Linked DNA regions of Mus musculus: all the other regions are linked to region 3. A link is a contact called in public Hi-C and Micro-C data. All regions are on one chromosome and are shown on one strand. The core of a region is the stretch at or near the end of the contact, and the rest is flanking DNA. Distances in the headings are between cores, read along the strand shown. Region 1 has its middle 21 kb from the start of Gm30986. Region 2 has its middle 40 kb from the start of 5330413P13Rik. Region 3 has its middle 44 kb from the start of Gm30986.

Region 1 (3,705 bases), core at 461-2,960, 65 kb after region 3:
ATTACCAAAGGTCCTTTCAAAGCCTCCTGTCTCTTCCTGGAACACAGACATTTAAAAACCTAAGGGGTGTCTTATTTTCACCATCTATACTGTGGTTAGGTTTGTTCTCTTGAAGTACACATGCTTAGAAGGGTCATGGTAGCAAGAAGGAGTAAAAGGAATTATTTATTCTAGCTAGCCCGTACAAAAGACACAAGATCCCCATGTTTTATTTACAAGCTGTAAGCCTAGACTGGGCAGGTTGTCAGCTACTCTAACTTCCATCCCAGCCATAGGGCCTTTGCTGTGTGAGCCTTACCTGGGTTGCCTTTTGCTCCATCTTTTTTGCCTGAGTGTCCATGTCCTCAGGGGCCACTTTTCCAGTCACATACTCCTGGTCCTCCTCTCATGGCAGCTTTCTCCTCTCTCCATCTCCTTTCTTCTCCCCTGCCCCCATGGTCTCTCTCTCTCTCTCTCTCTCTCTCTCTCTCTCTCTCTCTCTCTCTCTCTCTCTCTCTCTTCCTCCCCCCTCCACTCGATTCTCAGATCCTGTCCTTCTCTGTCTACTGCCCAATCACAGCCTCTAGACTTTTATCAATCAATAGCTTTAAATTTGGGAGCAAAGTTTACATAACAAAGGTCAGTATATGTGAAGATACACTCTTCTGGGGGCAACCAGATCTTAGAGTTCAGAATTTAGTATTTGTATACACACCAGATCAACCCCCAGCAAGAAGGACTAGAATTGAATGGCTCAACTGATGCCTGCTGAAGAGGAAAGTTTGTCTTGCTTTACCACATATTTGATTTTAAGTAATATTTTATATTAAAGAATGCCCTGCACTACAGACAAAATGGTATTTGGATTTTACCAATTATTTACTTACTGAATGTCACTTAAATGAATTAAAATCTTTCTAAAGGAACCACATGTATCCAGACAGCAGTGTGTTAACAGGTATGATGACTGAAACACCATCCTGTCCAATGGGAACCCGGACAGTGATGTAGAGTTAAGGACCAAAGACTGTTCTTTTCATGAACAGTGTCCAGCATAATATTCTGGATTAAGAGGCTGGAGAGATGGTTCATGTTGTATAAACCTGGGGCCTGCATTCAGATCCTTAGCACCTTATAAAGGCCAGGTTCAGTAGCTAAAGAGGTAAGTGATGGGGAAAACAGAGCATCGTCCAGCCAGAGTAGCCAGTTAGTAAGGTATGTGAAAGACTTTGTCTAGCAAAATAAGGGGGACATAATCGAGTAAGAAAGAAAGTTGGAATTGACTTCTGGTCTACACACACACACATACACACACATATACACACACTTATACAGACACAGATACACACATTCTCTTTCATAAATACACAGACACACAGACTCTCTCTCCTTCCCTTCCTCCCTCCCTCCCCGACTCCCTCCCTTCTTTCCTCCCTCCCCCACTCCCTATCTCCTTTCCTCCCTCCTCCCTCCCTCCCTCCCTCCCTCTCCAATTTACTCATTCAGAAACTTTCATTCAACAAATAATTTACTGGGAATCCTTTAGATATCTGATTCTGGTATATTACATAATCAAGCACATACATTTTGGATCTCTTCACCTTGAAAAGCACTTTTATTATCAAGGCACTAACTATTACAATCTTGATTTCTTAGGCAATAACCTCTCCTTTGAGACATCCCAGACTTGAGAACAAAGGCTAGAAAATTCACTGCCCAGCTTAACTTTCCACTCATAGATGGTGAGTCAAAGATGATTCATCAGATAACCATTTCTATTGAACTGTTCTGTCTAGCTGAAAGAAATGGTTCCATTAACAAAATTCTTTCTTCTTTCTTACCACAGAAGTAAAGACTCACTGTGCATTTAGTCAAGATTTTCAATAGGATGAGGACGCATAATTCAATTAGAGGTGGAGTTTGTGGTGGGTCAGGAGTATCGGGGATGCCTGGGGAAAGGACAGTCATACACATGATTGAAGGCATGGAACACATTGACCCAGCGGGAGGATGAGAGGGTGTAGCTTGGACTCAAAAATCTCATTTTCTGGCAAAGAGAATGTTCAACTCTAAAGAGTGGTCACAGAACGAGATCACAGAACACATCCACTTTTGTAAATATCTAATGAGAACTTATCATAGATATAGCAAAAACAAGGACTCCACAGTTAGAGACACCCACTATCTGAAAACTCGACAGGCAAAAGTTAATTTTGATTCATGAGCAGTCTGGAATCCCTTTTATTCTGTGCCTCACCTTCCCTGTTGTGGCCAGCATACAAGGAGGAAGCTGTGACAAATATTTTCCTGCCTTGACATTTAATCCTATTTTGCCTGTTTCTGTCAACTTATTATCTACCTGTGGCCAGTTTGCGCCAAACAGCACAGGAATCCATTATAAACATGCCTCCTCCTCCTCCTCCTCCTCCTCCTCCTCCTCCTCCTCCCCCTCCTCGTCCTCCTCCTCCCCCTCTTGTTCCTTTCCTTCCTCCTCCCTCTTTGATCTGTCTTGAGTCCTCTCCCACTCTCTGCAGTTTAAAATGTAAGCCAAAAAAGCAACCCTGGCCAAGGCTGAGATGAGCAATGCTTGGGCTGAACTTCAAGGAAATGGAAATGTTTATTGCTACCTATGTGTGTCCAGAGACTATAAAATTCTTAATTGAATTATAAAATTCTTCCTCCTCCGGAAAGTCTTCCTGTTATCAACTGTCAACATTCAAGACAAAACAAAAATAATCTTGATCATATTCCACATTATCATTTGGTACTCCATTCATAAATACTGAAAAGGGATAACATATACATTTCAGAATTTCAGACATACTAAGTGATTTTATGGGGAAACAGGAACATTAAGAATGTCACTATTGCTGGATCCTCCGGTAGTACTATGTCCAATTTTCTGAGGAACTGCCAGACTGATTTCCAGAGTGGTTGTACAAGCTTGCAATCCCACCAACAATGGAGGAGTGTTCCCCTTTCTCCACATCCTCGCCAGCATCTGCTGTCACCTGAGTTTTTGATCTTAGCCATTCTGACTGGAGTGAAGTGGAATCTCAGTGTTGTTTTGATTTGCATTTCCCTGATGATTAAGGATGTTGAACATTTTTTCAGGTGCTTCTCTGCCATTTGGTATTCCTCAGGTGAGAATTCTTTGTTCAGCTCTGAGCCCCATTTTTTAATGGGGTTATTTGATTTTCTGGAGTCCACCTTCTTGAGTTCTTTATATATATTGGATATTAGTCCCCTATCCGATTTGGGATAGGTACCTCTCCTGGGCATATATCCAGAAGATGTCCCAACCGGTAAGAAGGACACATGCTCCACTATGTTCATAGCAGCCTTGTTTATAATAGCCAGAAGCTGGAAAGAACCCAGATGCCCCTCAACAGAGGAATGGATACAGAAAATGTGGTACATTTACACAATGGAATACTACTCAGCTATTTAAAAAAATGAATTTATGAAATTCCTAGGCAAATGGATGGACCTGGAGGGTATCATCCTGAGTGAAGTAACCCAATCACAAAGGAACTCGCACAATATGTACTCACTGATAAGTGGATATTAGCCCAGAAACTTAGGATACCCAAGATATAACTTGCCAAACACATGAAATTCAAGAAGAACAAAGACCAAAGTGTGGACACTTTACCCTTTCTTAGAAATGGGAACAAAACACCCATAGAAGGAGTTACAGAGACAAAATTTGGAGCTGTGACAAAA
Region 2 (3,539 bases), core at 397-2,896, 110 kb after region 3:
TGGGGAAGAGAGTGACAGTCCTAGAGGAGGTAACAAGGCCACCTGCAGAGGGCTTCTGGTTACTGAAAAGGCACACCCAGCAGGGCAGACCTCCTAACAGTGCAACTCCCTGTGAGCCTGTGGCAGCCATTTTCATTCTAACAACCACAGAAGACAGGATTGCTGATAAGCGATGGGCACTTGAGTGATGTTCTAAGCCCTTCATGGTTGCCTCCCTGCTCTGCCCTCTATGTGCCCACTCTGCTGTGGCCCCAACACTCTCTCCCACTCAGTGGAAAAGGTGACCCCTGAGAAAGAGTGAACAGAGCAGTTCCACCGGAACCTGGGGTGGGGGGGACTCCAAGATGCCCTTCCAAACCTTTGCAAACCTGGGAGGTGAAAGGAGACTTGTGTGAGCCCTCCAGGGAGAGCAGTGAGAACTGAGTCTGTGATTCAGGAAGAAGAGGGGTTTGCTGGAAACCATCGAGTTAACAAAGCCAGGAACACTGCAGAGCCCTGTCCAGAAACCCATACTTACCTCTGAGGAGAGAAGACGGAGTAACTTCAGGCCTTCTCTTGTCTGTGCCGTCAGCAGAGAACCTGCATATACACAACAACAAAAGCAGGAGGAAAAACATCTTTAAAGAAGGACTCAAATTACAGGTTAAAATAGAAACTTAAATTATATGGTGCTTCCAAGAAACAAACGCCAAACAAAATGGTATCGGCCGGTTAAAAATAAATGCTTTTACCGGGCGTGGTGGCGCACGCCTTTAATCCCAGCACTTGGGAGGCAGAGACAGGCGGATTTCTGAGTTCGAGGCCAGCCTGGTCTACAAAGTGAGTTCCAGGACAGCCAAGACCATACAGAGAAACCCTGTCTCGAAAAACCAAAAACCAAACAAACAAACAAACAAGCAAAAAAAAATAAATAAATAAAAAATAAAAAAAAAAAAATAAATGCTTTTTAAAAAAAGGAGAACTGAGATTTATCAGGCCAATAAAGAAGAGCCAAGATAACAAGATACGTTTCAGATTGCACAGAATTCAAGGCATTGCATGGAACAAAGATCTTTCTGCAATGAAGTATAATCGGTTACACCCAATGTAGGTGTAACCGATCTCAAGAGTCCTGCTAGCCATACAACCTGCTCAATCTCCAGGGAGAGAAGCCCACGGATCACTGCGGTTCCTTTGAAAGGATGGTTCGCTCTGGAGTCACTGAAGGTGACAGGCAATGTTCTAAGTAAACCTCACAGGCTTAGCAAAGCACAGACTCAAGTCGGATATGTGAGAAAAGCAGCCTCTGATTGGTGGAAATGAAAGACAGAGTGGAGACCATGAGATCAGCGGCTGGTCCCACTCCTGCAACACGATGGCTCCCTGGTCCTTGCTTTGGTTCATACATTCCCCCAAAAGCTCATGGGCTGTAAACGTAACACCAAGTGCATGTGCCTGTGGTACACAGAGGTGAGGTCTCTGGGAGGGAATCAGGGTTAGACAAGGTCCTGAAATGACCTCTGGGGTAGGGTCAGTGGTTTGGTAAAAAGGAGGTCGGAGTCAGTACAGGTGACCTGAGTTGCCACATGACACTCTCAGCTATGTTATGATACAGAAACGAATCCCTTACCAGATGCTGACTCATGCAAGGCTGTGGTATTCTGTTACAGCCACAGAGAATGGATTAAGTCAATGCGGAGAGGAGAAATATCTGCAAGTGCCTGAGGGAGTAACTGACCTTGGACCTGGAGTGGTGATAAAGAACTGGAATTTCTGACACGTGTGTACATCCGCATCTGTGTGTTTAAAGCCGTCCATCCTTCTTTGCTGCTCTGAGCATCTCCCACTCTGGTCAGGCCCAGCAAGCCCGGCTTGTCTTAACTGCTTTTCTCTCACGGGCATGCTGGCTTCAATTTCTCCTGGACACAAACAAACCAAAGCCCGGTATCCCAGTGCCCTGGAGGGCTGGAATAGAAAGCTGGGGTCTGGCTCTCAGCAGTTGCAGGAGCTTGACCTAGGGCCCACGGCAGAGCTGAGGGTCAATAAACTCGGATGGAAAAACAGTGCAGGTGTTGACACACTGCTTTCCAGCTGACATGGCAGCTGCCATTGACATTCGGAATTTATTTTTCAGCCGTGTCGTTACCTGGCTGCTGGATTTGGCTACATGGCCCCTTCAAAGAGACGCAAGGCTATCTCTCCTTCGCCCGATTTGGCTTTTGTAAAGCACTTTGGTAAGTGGGATTGGATGGGCTCACTTTCCTCTGTCATTCCGAGTACTTTATTCTTTAGATATGAGATTACCGAGCAGTCTGCATAGGATTCACCCGATTGCCGGGCTGGAGAGGTGGCTCAACAGTTAAGAGCACTGGCTGCCCTTCCAGAGGTCCTGAGTTCAATTTCCAGCAACCACATTGTGACTCACAAGGGATCTGATGCCCTCTTCTGGCATGCAGGTGTACAGGCAGCAGAGCAATCACACACATAAAATAAATCATCGTCATCGTCATCATCATCATCCCCAGATTGCAGCGTGAAGCCAAGGTCCAAACAATACTAGGACGACTCTCGGGCACAGAGGTTCCATTCTTCCCGCTGCCCCTCAGCCCCTCTGAGAAAGCGCAGAGCCAGAGCTGAGCAGAGAGTGCCCCAGGCCTCTGCCCCACTCTCAGTGGGAGGGACGCAATCGTAACCAAGCTGCAGTTCTGGAACATTTGCAGACAGTCTTCTATGCTGCCCCTCTCTTGCCTTTTCTGTCCATCTTCCACTTAAATCCAATTGGATTTGAGTCCGTCCACACTCTTATTTTCATTTACAAACATATTTTAAACATATATTCATTTACAGATGCAAATCTGAGACTCTCGGGGTTTATTCTGTGTATACAGGAAGCATCATAAATAAGTGGAAAAAAAATAAGTGTTTTCTGAGATTATAACATATTCATTAGTTACAAGTGCAACCTATTTGCAAAAATCTGGAGCAAAGCACATGCAGTTTGAACTTTTTTTCTTCTTAATGTTGTATTGTATTTTCCTATATTGTTAAATTGTATTTAAAATCATTTCTGACTGCGTGTATGTCAAATAAGGTTGCAGTAAAATATATCCTCTCCCTGCTGGACATTAACTCTTCTGTGGGCTTGTGGGGGCTGGGGATATGGCTTTAGTGGTATAGCATTTACCCAGCATGCTCTGGGTTTCAGCATAGCAATAAAAAAATAAATAAAACCTGCTGTGGCAAACCTCGCCACACATATCTCTCTGAAAAAATTGACTTATGCTTTTCAAATCAACCCCTAAAAAGCACAAGTAACGGGTGACAAGCATGGTTGTTCTCCACCGTTCATTTGCTTACTAGGAGGATAGGTGACATGGACTCCAGACCCCCGACAGGAAACGAAAGGGCCTCTCATGCTTCCTCGCAAGCAACAGAACTGACGGCTTAAAGGGAAACTTGGGAAGAAGTACCCAATCCATCCTGATTTCCTGGGCCCCTTCTCACATCCCCTTCACAGCAATGCACGCCCCACCCTCATCTGAGAAGCCTCTGTTTGCACT
Region 3 (3,396 bases), core at 654-3,153:
ACTACAAAACGTTTTGATATCCTAAGCTCTCAGCCTTTGCCCATCCTGGATGTTCCTACCTTGAGTCCTCCAAACCTTATAAGCACTGAATCACCCCACGAAAAGTTGATCTGCCTCCTGCTAGCTGGTCCCAGTGTGGTCATTCACTCTATGTATTCTTAGGGCTTCTGAACTCCCATTCATTGGCTCTGCTCCCACTGCCCTTATGGACCGCATTGGCAGATGATTCAGAGAGTAAGGAGAACTACAATCATTTCTATTGAATTGTGTGCCTGTTTGGCTTAAAATCTATTCTTACAAAGTGGGTATTGTGCCGTAGCAACATCAGCCCAGGCACATGGCACAGGTTACTATTTTATATATCAGTTTATCTGAATCATTTCACTCAGCACTGTGATTTGGGGGTCTAGCTTCAGCCAGTGGTTTACAAATTCTCCCTTGTGATGCCCTAGGGGCTCCACTTGTTGCCTCTCACCTCTAGTAAGTGAAAGATGCAGATGACAGAGCATCCTCCACAATGGCTCTTGCCCTTCATGTCAACTCATTCCTGTACAGGAAGTGGACTCTGTGCTAGGATCCTGTTCCACTGCCAAAATCCTAGGCTGCTGTAGATCAGAGGCAAGGTTCTTCCCAGCTCAGCAATCAGCTCCTGTGCATGGAAACATGGAAACCAAGGTCACTACTCAATAGCAGCAGGTCCTATGGGGGAGGCATAGGGGGTGGATGTGAGGTCACTGTAGATCCTGTGTGGTGAGAACCATGAGATGGGAGAAAACAGGAACCTTCTTCCTCTAATTGCTGGTCTGCCTCCCAAGTCTGTGATGGTGAGAGAATTTTATTCGGAGCACTTTTCCACGCTGCTTTTCTGGTGACAATGTGACATCCAGATCTGTGAGCTCAGAAGAGGTCAGCACCAGGTTAACACACAAACTTCAGGTGGGGTAGACATGATGGGGCGTTTGTTCTGACTTACCTTGGACTCACCCCTAGCTCATCCTAGGCCTGACTAGTCACAGGCCAAGTCTAGTCAGCATGTCCCAGGTAAGTGTAGTTTGGTTTGCAGAAGAGGATGGCTTCCCCTACAGAGCCAGAATGCCTCACCCAGGAAAGACTAGAGGCAGGCTTGGTGTACAAAAGGCTGGTTTGGTTTGTTGGTTAGACAGGGTGTCATGGTGTTGATACTTTATCCATGTCTGGGTATCTGCTCTTTGCAGGTTAGAAGTGGAAACACCAAGAGCCAATTTTTTTATACACAAGACAGCTAGACTTCCAGTCTGATAATGTGTGCGAGGTTAGCTCTGGAGAGGGTCTAGTACAGTTTTTTCAGGACAGTCCTCACTCACCAAAAGCACATAGAGAGACAGGTTTAGCACCAAGTGGCTGGTCTTGGGAGTAGATGAGCTTGTGTATAAGACACATCTCCAAGGTTGGCAAGGACAGGGCTGGCTGGTTTGGAGGAGCAGTTTTAGAACAGATGGAAAATAAAGCCACAGAGCCAAGGTCTGTGGATTAAGAGAGTAAATCCCAGCATCTTTCTTCTACCCACTCTCCTTCAGACATAGATCATTTAAATTTTACTTATTGGATAATTGGCAATGCATATGGTAAAAACACATTATATATGTGAGTGAAATTGCCAACAAGTAAACAAATAAAAGAATTTCCATAGTGAGGACTGTCACATGCTACAGCTATTTTTATTTCAATTTGCAACAATATATACTGTTTTGTTAGAAACGGTGTGTTAAAATTTTACAGCAGTAGAAAATTGTTGGTGGTGTTATGAGTATCATTTCTATGATCCATGCTGCCAAGACAAAGAGATGCCAAGTGGTGGGACTATTGCCCATGCTCCTGGCCTGAGTCATGGTCAGAAGCATTCAGGCCCACTCCTGTCTCCAGAGCCTTCCGCAGAACAGCAGCTGCATGCCTGCAGAGCTATCTGCTTCTCTGTTAGCAAAGTCCCCCTCCAGGTGTGACTCACCACTTCCCATCAGTCACCTCTCTCTTCTGCCCCTGACCTACGTGTCTTCCTAAGTCCTGATGCCTACCACAGCTTCTCTTTCTCTCTCATGACAGAAAACAAAGATGAGATAAGACCCTGTGCCCCTTTCTTTCTCGATCCACATCTCTCTGACCACAACCATGAAGAACAACCAAATTAACAATGAATCATGCTTTTCAGGATTGAGATTAAAGAAACATTTAAAATTCTATCTTACCTAGTTAAGGGAATAGACAATTTTACATATTCTTTTTATGGAAACATAAATCATGGTATTTTTTAACATTTATTTTATTGTTATTTTTGAGAATTGTATACATGAAATACATTTATAACATTTCCACTCACTCTCCCCTCTCCAACTCTTCTCCTATCCCCTCCTACTCCCTCTCAACTTTCTGACCTGTTCTTTGATTATTATTGTTACAGATAGACAGATAAATAGATGATAGATCCTGCTGAATTCATTTAGTACATATTTATTTAGAGATGACAAATTGGGATTGAATAATGTATCAGGTAGCTTGTCCTTGAGAAATCTGATTCTTTCTCTTTTAGTAGCCATTATTTGCTTGTAGCTCTTCTTCTAGTGGTGAGGCCTTGTGAGAGTTCCCACATTCGTGTTGGTACATCAACTGGCATTTTCATTGTACAGGTCTTCTTTAGGTGACCGTGTTGTTAACATTTTATAAATGTAGCTTAAGACACTACCTCACAGCAGATGTCCTGGTCCTCTGTCTCTTACAATCCTCCACCATGTCCTCTGAGGCTTGGGTGTAGAGGTTGTGTTGTAAATGTATAATAACATTTGGGGGTTAAGATCTCCACAGTTACTTATTCTTTACATTTTGACATGTTGTGGATTTCTGTGATTGTCTCTATCTGTTGTAAAAAAAAGAAACATCTTTGATAAGAGGTTAGAAACACAGTTACCTGTGGAGGTAAGGATAGATATTTAGAATGAAGCCGGGGATTATATTGGTTTAAGATTATGGCAGTGGTAGGGTCTCCTCTGTGGTCCTGACTTCACTGGCCATGCTTAGATGGCTAGGTTTACTGCACCAGGCATCAATTCCCTCAGAGTCGGCCTTAAATCCAATAGGTAGCTGTTGGTGACCCCTAAGATACAAATGCCACTACTGTACCCTTGAGAATATCATGCTTTGCTGTTGTGGTTTGGAGTCTTTCCGGTGGGTAGGTTTGCATTACTTTTTTCCCTTGGCAATTTACATAGCCCCTCAGGTGCTGTGAGAGTTAGTTTTAAGGGGAAGGCTTCCAGGTCAATTTCAGCTTTCTTCCTCCAATTATTATACCCAAAGTGTGTGGTCTCTTCAGCAATACTTACCTTGAGGTTCTGGGAGGCAACAAAGGGCAAAAGCAACAGCCTATAT

Evidence for each region. A called contact is a pair of places that touch in the nucleus more often than the background predicts.
Region 1: a contact with region 3 is called in a Hi-C map of the C2C12 cell line, with 1.9 times the contacts expected there. The contact joins two enhancer-like sites. A contact is called at or near these places in 1 of 15 datasets of contacts at CTCF or cohesin (the NIH/3T3 cell line), 18 of 484 Hi-C or Micro-C datasets (the C2C12 cell line, the G1E-ER4 cell line, the MC3T3-E1 cell line and 12 more), 3 of 115 datasets of contacts at active chromatin or transcription factors (Th2 cells, embryonic fibroblasts and pancreatic cancer cells) and 1 of 9 other capture datasets (embryonic stem cells).
Region 2: a contact with region 3 is called in a Micro-C map of embryonic fibroblasts, with 4 times the contacts expected there. The contact joins two enhancer-like sites. A contact is called at or near these places in 1 of 15 datasets of contacts at CTCF or cohesin (the NIH/3T3 cell line), 14 of 484 Hi-C or Micro-C datasets (the C2C12 cell line, cardiomyocytes, cortical neurons and 8 more) and 4 of 115 datasets of contacts at active chromatin or transcription factors (the NIH/3T3 cell line, embryonic fibroblasts, embryonic stem cells and 1 more).

The regions. Positions count from the first base shown.
Region 1 is chr2:131,759,966-131,763,670 of GRCm38.p6, forward strand. No RefSeq gene overlaps it. Among named protein-coding and RNA genes, the nearest start is that of Gm30986, 21 kb to the left of the region's middle. Within about 2 kb of position 1,711, at least 49 of the 459 cell types and tissues checked have an H3K27ac peak or open chromatin away from gene starts, as enhancers often do. A contact at or near this core is called in the C2C12 cell line, the NIH/3T3 cell line, embryonic fibroblasts and 3 more, where this site is marked.
Region 2 is chr2:131,805,410-131,808,948 of GRCm38.p6, forward strand. No RefSeq gene overlaps it. Among named protein-coding and RNA genes, the nearest start is that of 5330413P13Rik, 40 kb to the right of the region's middle. Within about 2 kb of position 1,647, at least 34 of the 459 cell types and tissues checked have an H3K27ac peak or open chromatin away from gene starts, as enhancers often do. A contact at or near this core is called in the C2C12 cell line, the NIH/3T3 cell line, embryonic fibroblasts and 2 more, where this site is marked.
Region 3 is chr2:131,694,613-131,698,008 of GRCm38.p6, forward strand. No RefSeq gene overlaps it. Among named protein-coding and RNA genes, the nearest start is that of Gm30986, 44 kb to the right of the region's middle. Within about 2 kb of position 1,904, at least 26 of the 459 cell types and tissues checked have an H3K27ac peak or open chromatin away from gene starts, as enhancers often do. A contact at or near this core is called in the C2C12 cell line, the NIH/3T3 cell line, embryonic fibroblasts and 4 more, where this site is marked.